2 separate regions of the Gossypium hirsutum genome follow, and region 1 is linked to region 2. The links are chromatin contacts, called in public Hi-C maps. All regions are on one chromosome and are shown on one strand. Each heading gives the region's core, a stretch centred on a gene start, on an enhancer-like site or on the middle of the called end of the contact. The rest is flanking DNA. Distances are from core to core; before and after follow the strand shown.

Region 1 (5,625 bases), core at 882-3,381, 46 kb before region 2:
CCGATTTTTTCCAAAATTTCTGATATATGAAAATATTTCTATGAATAATGTGTTGTTTGTGGCAGGTTTGCCATGGGATATTACCTATTGGAATAGCTTCATTGGGGGTGAAATATTGCAGTTTGTTAAAAAATATGAAACTGACAATTTGGCGCTTGAGGAGTGTCCACTTCCTAGCAACCAAATTTGTATGGAGACAATTTCCATATTTAAAGTGTTGGTCATTTATCAAACAATTTATATGGGTTATGTTGATTGTATGGAGGATTTTTAGCACATTATAGAGGACCATATCACTGGGGAATCATATATTGGACATTGGAGTGGATCGCGTTACCCAAGTCAATCCTTTGAGTTGTGGACATTGGATTGTAATTACTTTGATTGTTATTTTTATAATGTATTAAACTTATATTATTGTTGTATTGGTGGGATTGAGATAAATCCTCATATGTAAGCAAATCTCGAAATAAGTCTATATAATTGAGAGACTTGTATAGGTGAATGTATTTAGAGAATTAAGTATTTAATCTATTCTTGTAAGGAACCTTATTGTATGAGTGCATTTTGATAGTAAAACTTTGTGTTATGGTTTTACTTGCTAAAATTCACAAAGGGTATTTAGTGGTAAGAGTATTAAGTTTTCAAGTTACAATGGTGAAGAAAATTGTTAGGGGGCGTGACAGATTATGATCACCTGTTGTTATTGTTGAAAAGAATAAGTATTTCTCATTAAACTAAGCCTCACAAACGTAGAGAAATCGAACTGTATAAACAACTTCTTTATATTTTTTTTGTTTTCTATTTTTTATTTGATGGCTGAAACCTAGACACATTTCACTTGTGTAGTCTAATTCTCTTATGATGGTTGATGGACTGTCATCTGTGTAAAAAGTAGCCAGAATTAGTAACATATTATGTTAAATACTAGGGATGTTTAATATGCGTCGTAGTCATGCTGATCTTTCGTATTATTAAATGACAAATTATGTTTTCTATAAAATATTATACACAAAACAGATTATAACCAACTCAAAAATATTATAAACATGTCAAACTATTTTAACCAAATGTTTTATGAGATCCACAAAATTATTTGAATTTCATTATAAATGTTGTTATATTTAGAGCTTTTTAAGTCAAAACTAAAATATATTTAATAAAATATTTAATTTTTTTATATTTTATGTGATTTTATACCATGTTTGTTATCTACTTGTCTTATGGTACATTAACCATGTAAGTGAAAATAAAAAATAATATTAAATTTTTATTCAATAGTTATTTTTTTGTAAAATAATTATCATCACTAATTTATTTTCCTAAAAACTTGTTATTGATAATAAGGTAATAAAAATTTACATAATACTAGTGTTTTTAATTTATTTATAATTAATTTATGAGGTGTTTATTTTTTTTATTGAATTAATATCTACTTGATTCGTGACATCAATTCAGTCAAAATTTTTTATAATAATATCTGTGTTTCTTTTTTTTTTTTAAAATTTATGTTATTTCAATGTGATATAAATTTTGAGCATTTATAAAAGTCGAGAGTGCTTTCTTTCTAGTGATTCAGAGAAAAGGTAAGATACTGTAGCTGGGTTGAGGGTGAGTGGTGACATTTTTTAGGGAAGTATGGTGAAGGACGAGATCTCCCTTCTAGAGGAAGAACTCGTACAACTATCAATGAAGAGTTCGTTGTTGGTCCTGATTGGAAATATGTCGTTAATATGTTCTGTTTGGACAAAAAAAGTCATATACTCCTGACAGTTTCAGGGCACAAATAAAAAGTATCTGGAAAAAGACAAAGAAATTTGAAATCCAAGTGGTGGGGAAAAATCTCTTCATGATTTTATTCGTCAGTGAAGAGGATTTGGATATGATTATGGAGGGTAGACCATGGTTTTTTAAGTGACAACTTATCATTTTTTATAGGCTAACGAAACCTGTAAACCAAAATCAGATTACATTGGTTTCGTCTCTTTTTTGGCTTAAGATTGGTCCTTGTCCGCTAGAATGTGATAAAAAGGATCTTATGCATGCCATTGGTTCGACTTTCAGGGGGGTGATAAGATCGGAAATAAAAGGAGATGTTTTTCGACTGAAGGCACAAATCGATGCACAAAAACCTCTGAGAAGAGGTATTTTCATTTCAACGGAAGTAAAGGAAAAGGTTTGGGTGGCTTTCAAATATGAAAACTTACAACTTTCTATTTTGGCTGCGGTAAAATGAGATATGGAGTAAACGATTGCTGAAGCAGTGTGCTTATGTTGATTTTTCTGATCAGAGGATAGCGGAGGTTTCGTTTGTGGTGAAGCGAATGGCTATAGAAGAGAAACTTCCAATTCTGGAAACTACTGTTTATCACCAAAATTTAGGGGATTTGGTGGCTCCTTTATTCCTTGAAATTATGGAGGATACTGTGAGAGAGGAGCTTTCTAAGGAGATAATTGAGACTAATATACAACAGGAATGGAATAAGATAAAATCACAGATTGGGCTCGTTATTCCAATTGTGGAAACTTGTCATAAAACAAAAAAGGCCAGTTGAAAACGTATCGCTAGAATTACAAAAGGAAAGTATCAAGAAGGAGAAAATGGCACGGGATAGCAAAAAGTGGGAATACAAGACCCTGAAGAGGTAGGAAAGCAATATTCAAATTGGGGTAATAATAAAAAAACTAAAAATTATGAAAAAGAATCCTGACAATTTCAGTGTTTTGAAAATAGAGTCGGATTCGTAGGAGCAGATTGTTGCTTCTTTTCAATAGGGATCGATGACTGCCAATCAGCAATCTGACCAGGAACAATGAAAATCTTATGTTGGAATGTTCATGAATTGGGGAGTCCATGAGCAATACAAAGACTTCGACAAATGGTGAAGTTTGATTATCCCCAAATGCTCTTTTTCATGGAAACTAAACTTGATGAAAATAGAATGGAGAAGGTGGGAAGGCGATGTGGTTTTAATTATGGAATTGAAGTGGAGGCGAATGGTTCAAGGGGTGGGCTGTGCTTAGCTTGGAAGGAGGACGTTAATGTGCAGTTGAAGAGTTATTCCAATAACCACATAGATGTTCTTATTAAGGAAAATGATAATGATAAGCTTTAACGTTTTACAGGTTTCTATGGTGCACCTTACGCGAGTTTTAAAGAAGAAACATGGAATCTCTTGAGAAGGTTAGGGAATGAAAAAAAAATTCCTTGGTTGGTGTGCGGAGATTTCAATGAAGTTTTATACTCTTTTGAGAAGGTTGGTGGGGTACCAAGAGAGGAACACAGAATAGAGGCTTTTCAAAAGGCTCTTGATGATTGTCAACTAAGGGATATAGAGTACTCGGGGAATTGGTTCACTTGGGAACGAGGAAATCGACCCGAGACTAATATTAAGGAGCTGTTGGATAGAGGGGTTGCTAATGACGATTGGTTGAGTATGTTCCCTCATGCGACAATTAAACATTTACCGAATTCTTTCTCAGATCATTGCCCGATCCTACTAAGCACTGTTAGTGAAACAAGAAGAAATAAGCAACTAATTTTGAATTTGAGGTGTGGTGGAAGATGGGGGAGTCTTTAGAAGGAGAAATTAAGTGACTTTGGGATTCGACTAGAGGATCTATTTTCGAAAAATTAAAATAATTGAGTACAAGTTTGATAAAATAGGAAAAAAGGATTAAGGTGAACCGCAATGAATTGAAGTGTACCCATTCTAAAAAGAAGGAAGATCTAATGGCTGAGGGTCGAGATGATAATAATTTGGCAGCACTCATAGATGTTAAGATCCAACTGAACTTTGAGCTTGATAAGGACGAAGCTTTTTGGGAAAAAAGGGCAATAGTTAATTGGCTTCGTTTAGGTGATAAAGACACTTTTTTTTTCCATAGGTACGTTTTGACTCGAAAAAAAAATGCTATTGGAAGTTTGGAGCGAGAAGATGGAAAGGTAGTAAGCATAGAAGATGAAATTGGGGAGTTTGCTACGAAATATTTTCAAAATATGTTTTCTTTGAATGGGATTGGTGATCTGTCGTATATTTTATCAGAGATTAATACTAACATCTTTCTTGAGGAGAACTTTTCCTTTTAGCAAAGTTTACGGAGGAAGATGTTTACACAGCATTAAAATAAATTTGGCCTATAAAAGCACTGGGATTTGATGGTTTCCCAACTATGTTTTTCCAGAAATATTGACATATTGTCAAGAATGATGCTCTCTCCTATTGTTTGGGGGTTCTTAATGAAAGTAATGATCTTGAATATGCAAATGTTACTAAAATTGTTCTTATCCTTAAAATTCTAAATCCCAAAAACCTAATGAATTTTAGACCCATTAGTTTGTGTTCTATTTTATATAAACTTGTGGCAAATTTTTTAGCAAACTGACTTCAGAGCATTATTGGGAACTGTGCCGATTGTGCTTAAAGTGTCTTTGTGCTGGGGAGATTAATTTTTGATAATGTTTTACTCGCTTATGAACTGTTACACACGTTTCGCCATAAGCACACTGGAAAGAAGGGCTACATGGCAGTTAAACTAGATATGAGTAAAGCCTATAACAGGGTTGAATAGGCTTTTCTAAAGGCAGTAATGTTAAAGATGGGTTTTGCTACTAATTGGGTAAGGGTCATATTGAGATGTATTTCATCAAATTTATATTCGGTAAAGGTTAATGGTTGCACAGAAAGAAGATTTCAGCCTTCAAGGGGCCTTCATCAAGGGGACCCTTTCAGTCCTTTTTTTTATTTCTCATTTGTAGTGAAGATCTTTCAACTTTGATGAGGTTCGCCATGGATGGAAGGTTTTTGAAATGGGTGAAGGCTAATAGAGAAAGGCCTAAAATCTCACATCTCTTGTTTACGAATGACAGTATTCTCTTTGGGGAGGCAACAACTAGATATGATCTTTTATTGAAAGATATTCTTAAAGAATATGAGAATTTTTCTGGTCAATGTGTGAATTTCAGTAAATCAATAATTTTCTTTAGTTTAAATGTATCTGAGGGGGAGAAGATTCGGGTTTCAAATTTGATGAAGGTGTGTTTTTCCAACAATGCTGAAAAGTATTTAGGGTTGCCAAATATAGTGGGAACAATGAAGAAAGAATCTTTTCAAAACTTAAAGGATAGGATTCAAGAGAGAATCGAGAATTAGAGCACGAGGCTTTTGTCACAAGGGGAAAAGGAAATTTTTATTAAATCAGTCTTGCAAGCAATCCCCACATATGCAAGTCATATTTTTTGTTGCCAAAGTCTTTTTGTGGAAAAATTGAAAACATTATAGCAAAATATTGGTGGCAAAAGAGATAGGGAAAGTGAGGGATACATTGGTGCGAATGGAGGCATATGTGTAGATTGAAAGAGGATAGGGGGATGGGTTTTAGAAACATGAGAAAGTTTAATATTTCTTTGTTGGCCAAATAGGGGTTGAAGATTATAAATCGTCCAAATTCACTTATTGTACATTTGCTAAAAGATAAATACTTTCTGAGATCTGATTTTATAGATGCTCATTTAGGGAATAATTCATCTTATACTTGGAAAAATATTTGGATGACAAAAAGGGCTTTAAAGGAGGGTTTATACTGGTATGTTAGTTTGAGGAATAAAATCTTAGTATACGATGA
Region 2 (5,215 bases), core at 2,609-5,108:
CATACCTTGCTTAATTCATATCAAAATTACCATTCCATACTTGACCACTCATGCTTAAACTTGGAACTTAACAAGCATACCACACTAGTTACTCTTTCCACTACATCAAAAGCACAACACATAACACATTGCAAAAAAAATTGTGAACCATACAATCATGACTAAATGATCATATTACATGCCATATAAGCCAAGTTAAATTCAAAATCTACCAAAGAGGTCCTCGGATAGTGTGATTCTTTGAGTTGTTTCGATCTCCCAATTTCCACAAAAATGTAATCTACAAAGAAGAAGACAAGGACACGAGTAAGCTTTCATAAAGCTTAGTAAGTTCGTCGATTAAATAATAAAGCTTACCAAATCAAACATAAAATACAAATAACAAGATTAATTAACATAGTTCCTGTCAACAAGGTTATAAACAGAATTCCTATCAATCACAGCTCTCAACAAGTGAGTAATGCTCAAAAATAAAGACAAATCAATTTTCCACATTTCAATAACATTTAGTAATATTAGACAATGCCCGATAAACGATATACAGATATGAGTATACTGTTAACCATCCAGAACACACTAAATGCTCATATGAGCTAATCCAACCGAAAAACACCCCTCAACACTAAGTGTCTAACTCGTAGGCCAACACCCACCCTCGTAACACATCAGAAACACTGTAATATAACTCAATAGTCCGCAATAAATGCAAGACTTCAGTATATTCAGTGAACAGAGGATAAATAGAAGTCATCATCACATCTCATACCAATCCTGTACCACGTGTAAATAACCTATTGACATGCCAGTCATACTTTATCCTATGTTATCTGGCTCAGGATTTATAAACAGAAAATAGTGCCATCGTTTCATCCCATTAGCTCTCATTTATAAGAAAAAAATTTGTATTAATCAACATTCAACAATTTAATTTCGTCTAATATACATTTAAAAATGAATTAGAATTAAACCGGTCGAACTTACCTGACTAAACTACAACACAATAAGGTACAGAGACTATTCCGCAATTTTCTATTTTCTGTGATTATCAGCTCATTCTTGATCTAATATGAAACCAAATCTTGACCAAAGTTTTCAAGCCCTAACATAAAAATGGCTATTTGGTTCTTTCCACAAGAAGAAGAAAGGAAAAATGATGATATTTACGTCAATTTTTTAATTTTAACCTACCATTTAATTATTTACAACTTTAACCTTTTAATTTTAACTTAATAATGTACTAAGACATGTCCATAAATGTCCACTATAATTACCTAGGGTATAGTTACCATTTAAGGAGGGTTTAATTGCACAATTAATTTTTCAATTATTTTAAATTAACAAAATAAGCTTAATTTCAATTTAACCATAAATTAATTAGGACTTAATAAGGAAATAGCCCAAAAGCTATTGGATCAATCATATCCACCACCGCTTGGACTTTTTGACCATGATTTAATAACCATTTTAGCCCTTTTACTATTTTAAATCTATAGCGACTAACTTTTACCTCTTTTACAATTTAATCCTTTTTAATTAATTAATTATCTAAACGATAAAATTTCTTAACCATAATTTAATATGATACTAATGACTTCGTAAATATTAAATACTTAGTATTTACAAGCTGACACGTCAGAGTTGTGGTCCCGAAACCACTTTTTTTGACACAAATGAAAAATAAGTTGTTACATCGTGTGCCAATATGCACTTTACGTTCTAGTTTCCCTTACTCGATTTTTCTGTTAATGCACTTCAGTGTCATTTGGTTGGATGATCCGTGTATTCGTCCAATTCCGAGTTAGGTTAATAGGGGTCATTAATGATAAGTTTGATAACTTATACCGAAATGAATTAATATGTTGCTTGATATTTTGAATATGTTCATATATGAATTGAATTGAGAAGTATGTATCTTATTATGTAAAGCAAGTGAAATCAAGCCCTAAGAGCCGAATCGAATGTGAATGAGTCAGTAGACTCTAGAATCGATAAAATGGTAAGTATAAGGTAAGCGAATTGAATTAGTTATACAAATTTGATAGAAGTGATGCCATTGCCATAGATGTATTGATGTTAATTAATGATTGTATAGAAGTTCTAAATGGTAGAGGAAAGGGAAGATGAATAGATTCGTTATGAACTTGTTTGAAATAATGTCAATGTTATTTATGCATATGTATTGAAATTTTATTTGAGTATAAGCACAAAATGTTCACTTGAAAAGTATGTAACAAATGATGGAAATAGTATGATTGATGAATGTCTAGTTAGGTTGATTTGTTAATTGGTATATGCATTATGTTGTAACAATGCAGCTATGTTCTTATATCTTGAATCATGAAAGTACTACTAATCCCTAGTGCTTATTGTATGGTTTGTTGTCTTCGTGTGCAGATGCAAGTTCTCTCAAAGTCCCAAAAAGGTGAAGTCAGCATCCAAACCACATCTATCGACTCAATATAGTTTGTATAGTTCTCATCTTTTAATCTAAGGGCATGTACTTAGGCTTTTATTGTTCAAAGGTTATAAATGGTCAAAATTGTATTATAGTGTTTTAGATATAATGTGATGGTTGATGTTTATGCATATTTGGCTTGGTTGTAAATGATAGATCGTTGAATTAGTTGTAAAGAAAGGGAGTATACATGTTTTTAGGTCGCCCAAACTTATACAAGTTGATTTCTCTAGAAACAGTTTGTCATGCCGCGACGTCAAATGATTGTCTTTGCAATGAGACCAGGTTTTCATGCCACAGTGCGACGTTGAATATTAAACGTTTTGACAAGGCTTACTCAGTATGTTGTATCGTGATGAGGAACCCCCTAATGTCGCGATTTCAACTTGATGTTTTAGAATTTTTAGAATTTGGTATTATTTCGGCCCTAGGTTAGAAAAAGAACTTTCGTAAGCTCAAATAAGACCCGAAATTGATACCATATTGTATTATACACATAATTTACTTATATTAAATGTATAATGACGTTGGTTTGAATATGATTGGTTATAGTTGCTCTTGCAATGAATATGATACCTTGTGACTCGGACCCAACGATAGGATCAAGAATTGGGGTGTTACATTAAGAAACCCAAAAATGGAGCAACAAAATTAGGGATGGAAAAATAACATAAAAGATCGATGAATTCTGACCAAATTTTACTCCATAGGGTTGGGTATTTTTTTTGTTGCTAAAATTGAGTTCAGGTTGAGTTGGGTTAATTTTAAAAACTAGTCGAGTTAGATTTAGGATAAACCTGCTCCACCTTGCCTCGAGAAATTTATAAAATTAACTCTATTTTAATTTTTAATTATAATTTAGCCCCAATCCAATTTTAATAGGAAAACTTTTTTGGTTGGATCGGGACCATTTCTGCCACCTCAGTTTTTCTTTACTCTGAAATGGTGATTTTCCCATCGAATCACCATCTCTGCTAAATAATCAACAAGTGAGTTCAATCCCCCCCCCCCTTTTTTTTCCCAATACCCATAAGATAAATGCATGAGAAATTGGGTTGGTAACTATAAATAAAAAATTGCCATACAAATTCCTTGTGTAATAGAACGAAGTACAAACGAAAGATTTGGTGTTTCTATAGAAATTTTCAAGAGCCTATTTGGTGTTTTATTATGATTCCTAGGGAATCAAAATAGACAGTCAACAATGTCATGCTTTAGATGTTGGCGACCATCTCTTATTTTCAAATTTTGGCAGCAACAAAAGTAGCAGAAAAGGTTAAAAAAAATTGTTTGATGTGATAAAACTGAAATAAGTTTGGGTGGGGTTGATTCAGTTCGGGATAGGGTATGGAATAAAATTTGGGGTTTGGGAATCGGGGTGGGTTTATTCTTCTAATGTCGGGTCGATTCGAGAGTCATGGGTCGGATATGAAAGTTCGGGTTGGAGTTGAGGTGAGCAAAAATTCATCCCGCCCCCGTTACCATCCCTAAATATAACAAACCCAATAATAAAATGAGAAAGATGGAAGAGGTTTGAGAGAATTAAGCCATGGGTTTTTACTAGATTCCCACAAACGACAAAAGCTTATTATGGATGGAGTTTAGAGATGGTGTTGAAGGAAGGTGAGATGCTCCTAGTTTCCCAAAAGACGAAGGTGAAATAAGGGGTGTTAAAAGTCAATTAGGTGTTTGGTTAGTAAAAAAGATGAATGTGAGAAAGGTATAATATGTTTAATACTAGGAATTTCTCTCTAACAAAACAAATAAAAGATGGAAAAAGGACTTTTGACTTTTCTACTTTGTGTTAAGTACATAAAAAGAACAGAATCATTTCAATATAAATTTAGTGTTTTAAAAACTACTGTAATATATCACAATATATATTCCTAATTACTACCTTCATTGCTTTATTTCATTCAAAATAACTCTCATATCAAATGAATAACATTTAAAATTTCGTTTTCGGAATAAGTTGTAAGCCTTCATTTGAATAACATAACGTATATGTGTATATAAGTAAAAAGAAAAAAGAAAAAAAGTGAGAACATTTTATATTGAAGGAAAAAGATTTGAATTGAAATGTCTTTGAAATTATGCATATATATATAAATTTGTGAAAAACTTGAAAAACTAATAAAGTGATTTTTTAGTTACGAGAAGTTATTTGAACAAGAAGTTTAAATAAGATTGATTTTTAAGTGGGTATTTTCTTTTTTTTAGAAATGTGGATAGATTTTTCTTTTAGAAGTAAATAGTTTGTTTTATATAAATTTCAAAGGAGATGGAAAAGTTTTTAATTGTCGGTTAAGTTGTCGTGAATAGGGACTTACAAAAATAATTTTAGATTGAAAAAGTAACAATTAATATAGATAATTGATTACGTAGTTTGAATCTAATCTAATTTTTATTAGATTTTATTTAGAGAGAAATCCAATTTTACTTTTTAAAGGCCTTAATCAAAGTAGAATCCACTATAATCTTCATAGTACAAAAAATATTTTAAGCTCAATGATGCTCGTATTCTTTATAGCTTCATTCCTATACTATTATAATGAAATAACCTTCCCACTAAAACTTTCCGCCCACAAATAAATAACACAGTTTGTATATATATATATAGTACTTTCACTTACTAATATTCCCCACACTAAATAGACTAAACTCTCTTAATTCCACACTTAAAATAGTGTGATCAAAATAGGTTTCAATCACATATTATGGAAAAGAATAATGTAGAGATATTGATCTGTAAACCTTTTC

The links. Hi-C and Micro-C count contacts between places; a contact is called where the count stands out from the background.
Region 1: a Hi-C map of leaf shows a contact between it and region 2, with 2.2 times the contacts expected there. The contact joins two enhancer-like sites. A contact is called at or near these places in 16 of 34 Hi-C or Micro-C datasets (anther, fibers, hypocotyl and 3 more).

Annotation. Positions count from the first base shown.
Region 1 is chrA07:50,299,912-50,305,536 of Gossypium_hirsutum_v2.1, reverse strand. All of the region lies in intron 2 of LOC107952749 (a long non-coding RNA gene), which reads right to left. Among protein-coding and RNA genes, the nearest start is that of LOC107952749, 4.2 kb to the right of the region's middle. Within about 2 kb of position 2,131, at least 3 of the 9 cell types and tissues checked have an H3K27ac peak or open chromatin away from gene starts, as enhancers often do. A contact at or near this core is called in fibers, where this site is marked.
Region 2 is chrA07:50,256,469-50,261,683 of Gossypium_hirsutum_v2.1, reverse strand. No RefSeq gene overlaps it. Among protein-coding and RNA genes, the nearest start is that of LOC107952747, 12 kb to the left of the region's middle. Within about 2 kb of position 3,858, at least 3 of the 9 cell types and tissues checked have an H3K27ac peak or open chromatin away from gene starts, as enhancers often do. A contact at or near this core is called in fibers, where this site is marked.